3 separate regions of the Sus scrofa genome follow, and regions 2 and 3 are each linked to region 1. The links are chromatin contacts, called in public Hi-C and promoter capture Hi-C maps. All regions are on one chromosome and are shown on one strand. Each heading gives the region's core, a stretch centred on a gene start, on an enhancer-like site or on the middle of the called end of the contact. The rest is flanking DNA. Distances are from core to core; before and after follow the strand shown. Region 1 holds the start of LOC100522678 (cytochrome b-c1 complex subunit Rieske, mitochondrial). Region 2 holds the start of POP4 (ribonuclease P protein subunit p29). Region 3 holds the start of C6H19orf12 (protein C19orf12 homolog).

Region 1 (2,700 bases), core at 49-2,548:
AAGGAATTGATATATTTATATGCATGTCTGATTCATTTTGCTGTAATCCTGAGATTAATGCAACACTATAAGTCAACCATACTCCAATAAATTTAAATTAACAAATAAAATTTAAAATATAGAGGATCTGAGGGGAAAAAAAAACAGATGGTTTGGTTTTAAGTTGAGCTCTAACATGTCCCAACTCAGGGATCTTCTCTGACCCAACTGCCCCTTTCCACAAACCACCTGTACAGGAGATTTTAATATGAATTTAAGCTTCAAAGCTGAAGGCAAGGCTACAGGAAAGAGCTCGGCCTTAAGTTTCTACAGTATTTACCAGTTCCTGGAAAAGTCAGGTAAGCCCCTGATTTTTAGAAGAAATTCTTTGCCATTTGACTAATTCCAAGATACTTTTCTCCTCTGTTACTGATATTTTTCCCTTCCCATGCTGTTTCTCAGCTCCAGTCCAAAAAATAACTGGCTTGGGCAATTGCTCTAAAACCCACTGGCGCCCCCTAAAAAAATTTGCCGCTTTATTCACTCACAAATATCTTGCACCAACTATATGGAAAATGTGGGAGATATAAATAATAAGTAAAGGAGATATTCTCTACACCTTGAAGCTCAAGGTCAGATGAATCACCAAAAGAGTAGAAAGTGTTATGTGCTATTAAACATAAAGAAATCAGCAAATAAAAATCTTATTTACCTAATCTTAAATTAAGATAGAAAGGATGGGTAAGACTTGGAAATATAGGAAACTGGGTGGGAAGAGCATTTAAAGTAAAGGGAATTGGGTGAATGAAGGCAGAAGAGGAAGGCCCAAGGTCGATCCATTCCGGCAAGGAACCTGATCCCGCAAACAAGGCTCCCCATCTTCCCGCAGACCCCCGCCCTCCTCGGCTGCTCCCTGGGTCCAAGGCTGGAGAGAGCGAGATAATAGGGACCCCTCAGCCCCTGGTCGCTCCCCTCTGCCTGGCTCACCATTGAGGCCTACGGAGGCAACCAAAGGCCGGCCCGCGGCCTGGCCACTCAGCGACTCTCGGCACAGGAAGGACCGCTTCGCGTCTAGCACTGGTGACTCCGAGGTGGCGGGCAGCGCGGCCTGCACCAGAGGCCGCAGCGCGCCCGCCACCCCGCGAGACGTGGCCGACAACACCGGCGCAAAAGGGCCCGAGCGGGAAGCGACAGACAACATGGCGACAGCAGCTCTGAAACCCAGGCGGGTCACCGGGACGACCTTCCGCCAGCGGCGCAGGCGCGTAGAGGGGCGAGAGGCGCGGGATCCGTGACGTCAGTGCGCCAGCAGAAGAGGAGCCCCGCCCCTCTACAGGGCGGGGCGATCCTGTAGAGACGCACGTTAGAGGCGGGCGAAGATGAGCTGGTAGAGGGGGTGTGGCCTCGCGTTAGTTTCAGGTGTCCAGCGGGCTAAGGCCGTGGATCTGCCCTAAGAAAAGGGACAAAGGAGGTCTCCAGGAGCGTCCCGTGGGCCGATTTTGCGTCTGTCAGGGTTTTTTATCTTTGGGGAACTAGGGAAAAGAATAAATTATCATAATAGTTTAAATAGGGATGATAATAGTAGTGAATATAAGTACTAATGTTTATGTATACATAAAATATGATTGAGTGTATGCATAAAACTCAGAGCAGAATCTAACATGTAGTAATTGCTATAATGATTATTAGCGTTATCTTACAACAAGCATAAAACTCAAAGCAGAATCTGACAGGTAGTAATTACTGTAATGATTATTATCGTTATCTAAAAAATAAATAAATACTTTTAAAAGTCTGGAGACCTACTGCAAAGCTTAGTAATATTGAGGATGGTGGTGGCTTATGTTTAGTAAATATTTACTATGTATTAGATATTGTGCTTTACCTTCATTCTTTCATTTATAATCAAGATCCCTATCTATATTTTACCAATGAGAAAACAGAGGTTTAGAAGGATGATGTGCCCAGGTGAAGCGAGCCAGCAAGCTGTGAAGTGAGAGAGTCTGTCTTCTGAGTCTGTGTTCTTAGCTACTGTCAGTTTCCCTAAGTGAGATTTTAGGGGATGCAGAAACAAGTCCCTAAATCATTTTCTATCCCATGGTAAGAATGTTACTCCCTTACTTCTCTTTACATCCTTCTGGTTACACCAAAGAGAAAGTCCCAGTTTGGTGTTAATATACCTTTAATTCTTCTCCAGACTTTCTAATCTCCCTTTTACAGAATAGCCCTTGGATTCAAAGCGATTAGGTAGTTGAATCTAGAGATTTTATAATAGTGTGTTTTCATGGTATTTATTTTCTAACCATACTGATATTCCAGTGACTGTAGTGAGATAAAGTTCGTTGTACATTTACTTAGGTCAAAGTGGGTTATTTAAATATTAAGTAAATATTGGAGTTCCCGTCATGGTGCAGTGATTAACAAATCGGACTAGGAACCACGAGGTTGAGGGTTCCATCCCTGCCCCTGCTCAGTGGGTTAACGATCCATCGTTGCCGTGAGCTGTGGTGTAGGTTGCAGACGCGGCTCGGATCCCGCATCGCTGTGGCTCTTGTGTAGGCCAGCAGCTACAATTCCAATTAGATCCCTAGCCTGGGAACCTTCATATGCCCCCGGAGCAGCCCTAGAAAAGGCAAAAAATAAGTAAATAAATCTATAAATATTAAGTAAATATTAATACAAGGATGCACAGATTTAGCAGAATTGTGTTGGTGGTGGGTA
Region 2 (2,700 bases), core at 54-2,553, 360 kb after region 1:
AATTTAATCCCGTGGGCTCCTAAGTATTCTCAGACATCTGAAAATATGACATATTTTAGTTTTAATGCTCTGTTTCCATTTTGATAGTAATATACATAGAAGGTAAATGCTCAGTTCCAGGGCCTGTAGTCTTATGTTTAAGATCAAAATGACACAAGGTCACCACCCAAAGAAACTTAAATATTTCTCAAACTCAGGTGTGTGGACATACTCCCAGGATTCCCTGGGAAATTTTTTTTTTTTTCCTTTAAAAGGAGTTTATACTGTACTGAAAGTTGAGAACCACTGGCTTAGAATACATGGACCATATTGCTTTTATTTTTCATTATTTTTTTTCTTTTTGGCCATGCCAGTGGAATGCGTGGAATTTCCTGGGCCAGGGATCAAACTAGTGCCACAGCAGTATCCAGAGCCACAGCAGTGACAGTGGCCAAATCCTTAACCCACTGAGCCACCACAGAACCTCTCTGTATTGCTTTTCTCTCCAGAGCAGGGCCCTACCCAGGCCCAGCTCTCAGCAAAACTTAAGGTAGCTTCTAAGAGGCCTCCACCCAGGCCTTCTTGACACACTTCTTGAACCCAACCCCGGGGCAATGGGAATCAACTCCTTGCCTTCTAACTTTTTTTGTTCAACCTAAGGCCGGACCCGCGGCATAAGGAAGTTGTTCCAGGGCAAGGATTGAATCCCAGGCGCTCAGACCTGAGCCGTAGCCGTAGCAACAAAGGATCCTTTAACCCACTGCCCGGGGTGCCCGGGGGAATCTAACCGCTGGTCACTCTAGTCGGATTCTTAACCCATTGTCCAACGGCAGGAACTCCTCCTTGCCTTTCATCTTATTGACGGAAACTAATATGCCGAGCCTCTAGAAAACTCTGAGACCATCAAGTCCAACCCCACTAAGCAGAACGGGGAAAAGTGAGGCCCAGAGATGGGAAGTGCCTTAAGCGAGGTTGCACACCTAGCTAACAGCAGACAGAATAAGAACCTAAGCCTTCTATCCTTCAGTGCCTCAGATGGTCTGTAGAGAGCACTCACCAGGGACCGCAGAGACTCATTTCCTCCATCACCACCCCCCGCCCCGCCCCAACCCGTTTCCACCCACCCCGGGGGCCCAACCTCCCTCGAGTCCTCTCCAAGTCGACCCGCCTCTCTCTACTCCAGGCTTTCATAAGCATGTCACACCCCAACTCCAACCCTACTGCCTCTGGCCTTCCCTCGCCTAGAAAACACACGAACTGAAAAGAGCCCCACGGCGCTTTGTGCGGCGGAGTCCGCCCCAAGGCGCATGCGCCAACCTAGGTCGGCGCGCGTCGGTGACGTCACAGGGGCGCCAACCTCGAGTTTGGGGCAGCGACTCCAGCTAAAAGTAGGAGCGTGTTGGTATCAATGTAGCATACCGCGCGACTTCAGACACAGGAAACCTCTCCGCCACAAACTTTGGCGAGAGGCTTGGTAGTCGAGGCTGCTGAAGAAAGTAGAGGGAGGTAAAGAGGGAGCGACGCTGAAGGAGACGTCAGAAAAGCGCACCGGAAGCGGTCCGAGAATGAAGAGTAAGCCAGGTTGAGGGCCACGACTTTGGAGAGGGGTGGAGTGAGGTGTAAAGAGTCGGAGACTAGATGTGGGTGCTGGTGGAACTGTTGTGGGAATTATCCCTCCTTAACATAAATAAAACTAAGGCACGGGAGTCCCAGTGTGCCTGGCTCAGTCTCTGAGCTAGGGATTGATGGCAGAGCTGGAAGCAGGTTAATCTCGGGGGCGCTGCCAGTCGTGTGTGGTGCTAGAGGAGGGCCCAAGGCCCTGGCCGAACTTGGCCAGTACCTCCCTGGGTGGCCTGGTCAAGGCCCTGCTCCTCTCTGCAACCCTGTTTACCTTTGTGTAAGGTACTGATGAAGGTGCCTGCCCAGCCTGATGTTATGTGAGGGACTCTTCCCTAGTGTAAAGCTCAGGGAGCGTGCTGGGGAACGATATCACTAAACCAAAGCTTTGGGAGTTGAGCAGAGAAGAGGTGTGCCAAGGAGAGGAGCAAGCACCCAGGACAGTTATAGGCAGGGGAGTGACACCTTTAAAACTGGATTTTGAGGGCCACCTCTCTCACTTCCTATGTATGTGATCCAGTGTCTCAGCGTATCTGAACTTCAGTTTTCTTAGTATAGAATAGGAATAATAGCTCCTTTAAAGGATTGTTCAGAAAGTGTAATGAGATAAAATGTATGTAGCTTTAAATCAGGGGCATGGCAAGTAATGAGGGGTCACTAACTGTTAGATATCTATTGTTACAGAAAGGAAAAAAAAAAAAAAGACTTCCACGTCTAATGCTAGGAACCTATGACAAGCACAAAGTCATTCCGGGGGTTCCAGGCCCTGCAGATAGGTTTTAATCCCTATCTTCCATTGGAGGGAGAACCAGACTGTGTATATAAAACTTGTAACCCCTTTGGCTTGCTTGGTCCAATGTACCTGAGAAGCACAAAGAGAGCTGGGGCAGAATTTACAGAGTCTAGTATGAACCAGACTTTCTAATCTTTTGGCCCTTAAACCAGGTCTTTGTCTCATTTTTATTCCGTTCACACCCATATTCTGTCCTCAGTGTGTGGTTTTCTTCTTCAGACAAATTAAGAACCAGGAGGGAGTTCCCACCTTGGCTCAGTGGTTAACGAATCTGACTAGGAACCATGAGGTTTCAGGTTCCATCCCTGGCT
Region 3 (2,700 bases), core at 120-2,619, 450 kb after region 1:
TAGCTGTGGCTGTGTTGCTGTGGATGTGGTGCAGGCAAGCTGCTACAGCTCCAAGTCGACCCCTCACCAGGGAACTGCCATATGCCACAGGTGTGGCCCTAAAAAGACAAAAAGAAAAGAAGAGCAAAGCCTCTTAAGAATCAGAATGATCCGACTCACCTGGAATCCTCACTACTTTCTACCTCGCTGGTGAAATTTACTAAGCCTCACCGTGCCCACTCACTGGCTCCTACCAACTGGACCTTCCCACCTCTCTACGCCCAGTGCAAAGGTCACAGGCGGATCCCATCAGTAAGCATTGTCAGATTAGCCCACAGACTTTAAAAAATGAATTAGTTGCCAGAATTTTAAAATCAAGACATTTCACATACACCTCCGATTTTCAATTTCTGCTGAAAAGTCAAAAGAGCCAGCCACACTGGGCCCACCTCCTGCAGCAACCCAGGCCAGAGCTGAGCAGGGTGCTAGCAGCGCACACTCACCTCCCTACATGGCCCATGAACAGGTGGCTTCAAAACTTTCAAAAGATTCCTATTTCTTTTCCTTTTTTTTGTGGGGGGGGGGCTCTTTTTAGGTCCACAAGCAGGGTAAAGGGAGGTTCCCAGGCTAGGGATCCAATCGTGGCTGTAGCTGCAGGCCTGCACCATAGCCACAGCAACACAGGATCTGAGCGGTGTCTGCAGCCTACACCACAACTCACAGCAATGCCAGATCCTTAACCCACTGAGCGAGGCCAGGGATCGAACCTGAGTCCTCATGGATCCTAGTCAGATTCGTTTCCGCTGAGCCATGATGGCAACGCCTCCTACTTCCTTTTTTAAAGGTGAAATAAGCTATCAGTCCCCACAAAACTAACACCCCCCAACCCTGCGCCGCCCCCTGGCCCCCCAATCTGTTACTTCCCTTTCAGATCCTCTCTAAACCAGCGGGGAAGGTCATGGTGGTTCGGCCTGACGTGTATCACACCCACCATACGCGCACCGAGTTCCTGCAGGGAGATCTCACACACACACACAGACGCACACGCGCACACGCGCGCGCGCATTCCTGCAGCAGGTGACACGCACACACGCGTTCCTGCGGCAGGTGACACACACCCTTCCCTGCCTCCGTGTCTTCTTCACATGGAAAATGAAAGCACTAACAGCGTCCGTCCCGGCGCGGAAGAGCCAGGCCCGGGTCTAGCCGGCGCCCCAGCCGCGCCGGGTACCCCCTGGCTCCGGCGGCCCCGCAAGGCCCTTTACCTGCGGAGGCGGCGCTGCGAGGTCACAGGGCGACGGGCGCGGGGACACCAGCCGCCCCGCCCGGCGCGCAGGCCCCGCCCTCCCGCCTTCCGGCTCGGCCGCGCCGGGCCTTCCGGGCACCACCCACCCGCCCCGCCGTCACCGTCGCCGCGCTGCCGGCCCCGCCCGGCTGGGGCATCTGGAGCCAGGTCCCTGGGTCCGCGCACCCTGCCCTTCACCCGGCCGACACCCGGTTTAGGTGGCGGGGGTGCGGGGGGGGGTCCCCTGGACCTTGCTCAAGCGCGGGGTCCTCTCGGGAGAGCCTCTCTCGGACCCGGCGACCCTCTCTCTCCCCGCAAGTCGGGGCGCGGGAGAGAGAACGGAGGCCTTGGCAAGGAAAGTTGCTGAATTAATATTCGGCGAATGTGTGGGACAGAGTCAAACATGGGCGGCCCGAGTGCCGGCCTCTGGGTCTTGGGGTTTGAAAGAGCCAAGCGCCGCCTTGGCTTCTAGGATTTCAAGGGAAGAGGAGGTCCTGCTTCGGGGCAAAGCTGCAGCTGAGGACCCCGCCTCTCGGGAGGGTGCAAAGGGCAAGAAGGCGGAGTAACAAAAGGGCCAGGGGACACTTAGAGGGGCTAATGGAGACGCCATTCCTCCATCTCCCTTGCCCCCCAACAAGTGCTGGCTGGCCTCGAACCATCTCAAATCTGAAACACTTCTGGGCAGCTTTCCATGGACTATCTCACGTAATTCTGACAGCCACCCTGCAAGGTAGCGGTGGTTGCCATTGCCATAAATAATACTGACAAGAGCGGGGAGGCACCCAGGTGCAGAGAGGAAGGTCTACCCAAGGCCACCATGGTAGGGAGTGTCAGAGTCCAGACTCCAGCCTGGTTCCACCTGGCTCAAAGCCCTTGCTTGTAACCAGCACTGTGCCTCGCTTTCCAGGGTGCTGTGGGCACCAGAGGGTGGGCTTCTTTCATATTACCAGAACAATTTTCTTACTTCTTTTTTTAATGGGAAAGTACTTTGGGTATCTTCGTGCCTGAAATACAGATCTATATCTATCTAAATACAGATAGATATCTCACTTTACTTATGATTGACATTTTAAAAAAAAAGGGTTGTACTTGGGAGTTCCCATTATGGCTCAGGGGGTTAAGAATGTGACTAGTATCCATGAGGATGTGGGTTCAATCCCTGGCTTCGCTCATTGAGTTAAGGATCCAGCATTGCCACAAGCTGCAGTGTATGTAGGCTGCAGACAGGGCTGGGATCTTGTGTTGCTGTAGCTGTGGTGTAGGCTGGCAGCTGCAGCTCCACTTCGACCCCTAGCCTGGGAACTTCCATACGCTCTAGGTGCTGCTCTAAAAAGAAAAAAGAAAAAATTCTGTACCAATTTAATGTATACAACTTGATGAGTTTAGGGATGAGTTTATACCCTTGAAACCATCATCACCATCAAGGCCATAGGAAT

What was found. Promoter capture Hi-C pulls out the DNA fragments that hold promoters and counts their contacts. A called contact is a pair of places that touch in the nucleus more often than the background predicts.
Region 2: a promoter capture Hi-C map of liver shows a contact between it and region 1, with 7 times the contacts expected there. The contact joins the promoter of POP4 here to the promoter of LOC100522678 in region 1. A contact is called at or near these places in 1 of 5 promoter capture datasets (liver), 1 of 47 Hi-C or Micro-C datasets (subcutaneous adipose tissue) and 1 of 2 datasets of contacts at active chromatin or transcription factors (alveolar macrophages).
Region 3: a Hi-C map of skeletal muscle shows a contact between it and region 1, with 5 times the contacts expected there. The contact joins the promoter of C6H19orf12 here to the promoter of LOC100522678 in region 1. A contact is called at or near these places in 1 of 5 promoter capture datasets (liver), 4 of 47 Hi-C or Micro-C datasets (heart right ventricle, mesenteric adipose tissue, retroperitoneal adipose tissue and 1 more) and 1 of 2 datasets of contacts at active chromatin or transcription factors (alveolar macrophages).

What each region holds. Positions count from the first base shown.
Region 1 is chr6:39,372,578-39,375,277 of Sscrofa11.1, forward strand. It overlaps LOC100522678 (cytochrome b-c1 complex subunit Rieske, mitochondrial), which reads right to left and starts at 1,299. Exons shown (of 2, transcript XM_003127002.4): 1 at 967-1,299. The coding sequence starts at 1,180.
Region 2 is chr6:39,733,220-39,735,919 of Sscrofa11.1, forward strand. POP4 (ribonuclease P protein subunit p29) reads left to right here and starts at 1,304. Exons shown (of 7, transcript XM_003127004.4): 1 at 1,304-1,551. The coding sequence starts at 1,545.
Region 3 is chr6:39,823,700-39,826,399 of Sscrofa11.1, forward strand. C6H19orf12 (protein C19orf12 homolog) reads right to left here and starts at 1,370. Exons shown (of 3, transcript XM_021094253.1): 1 at 1,245-1,370.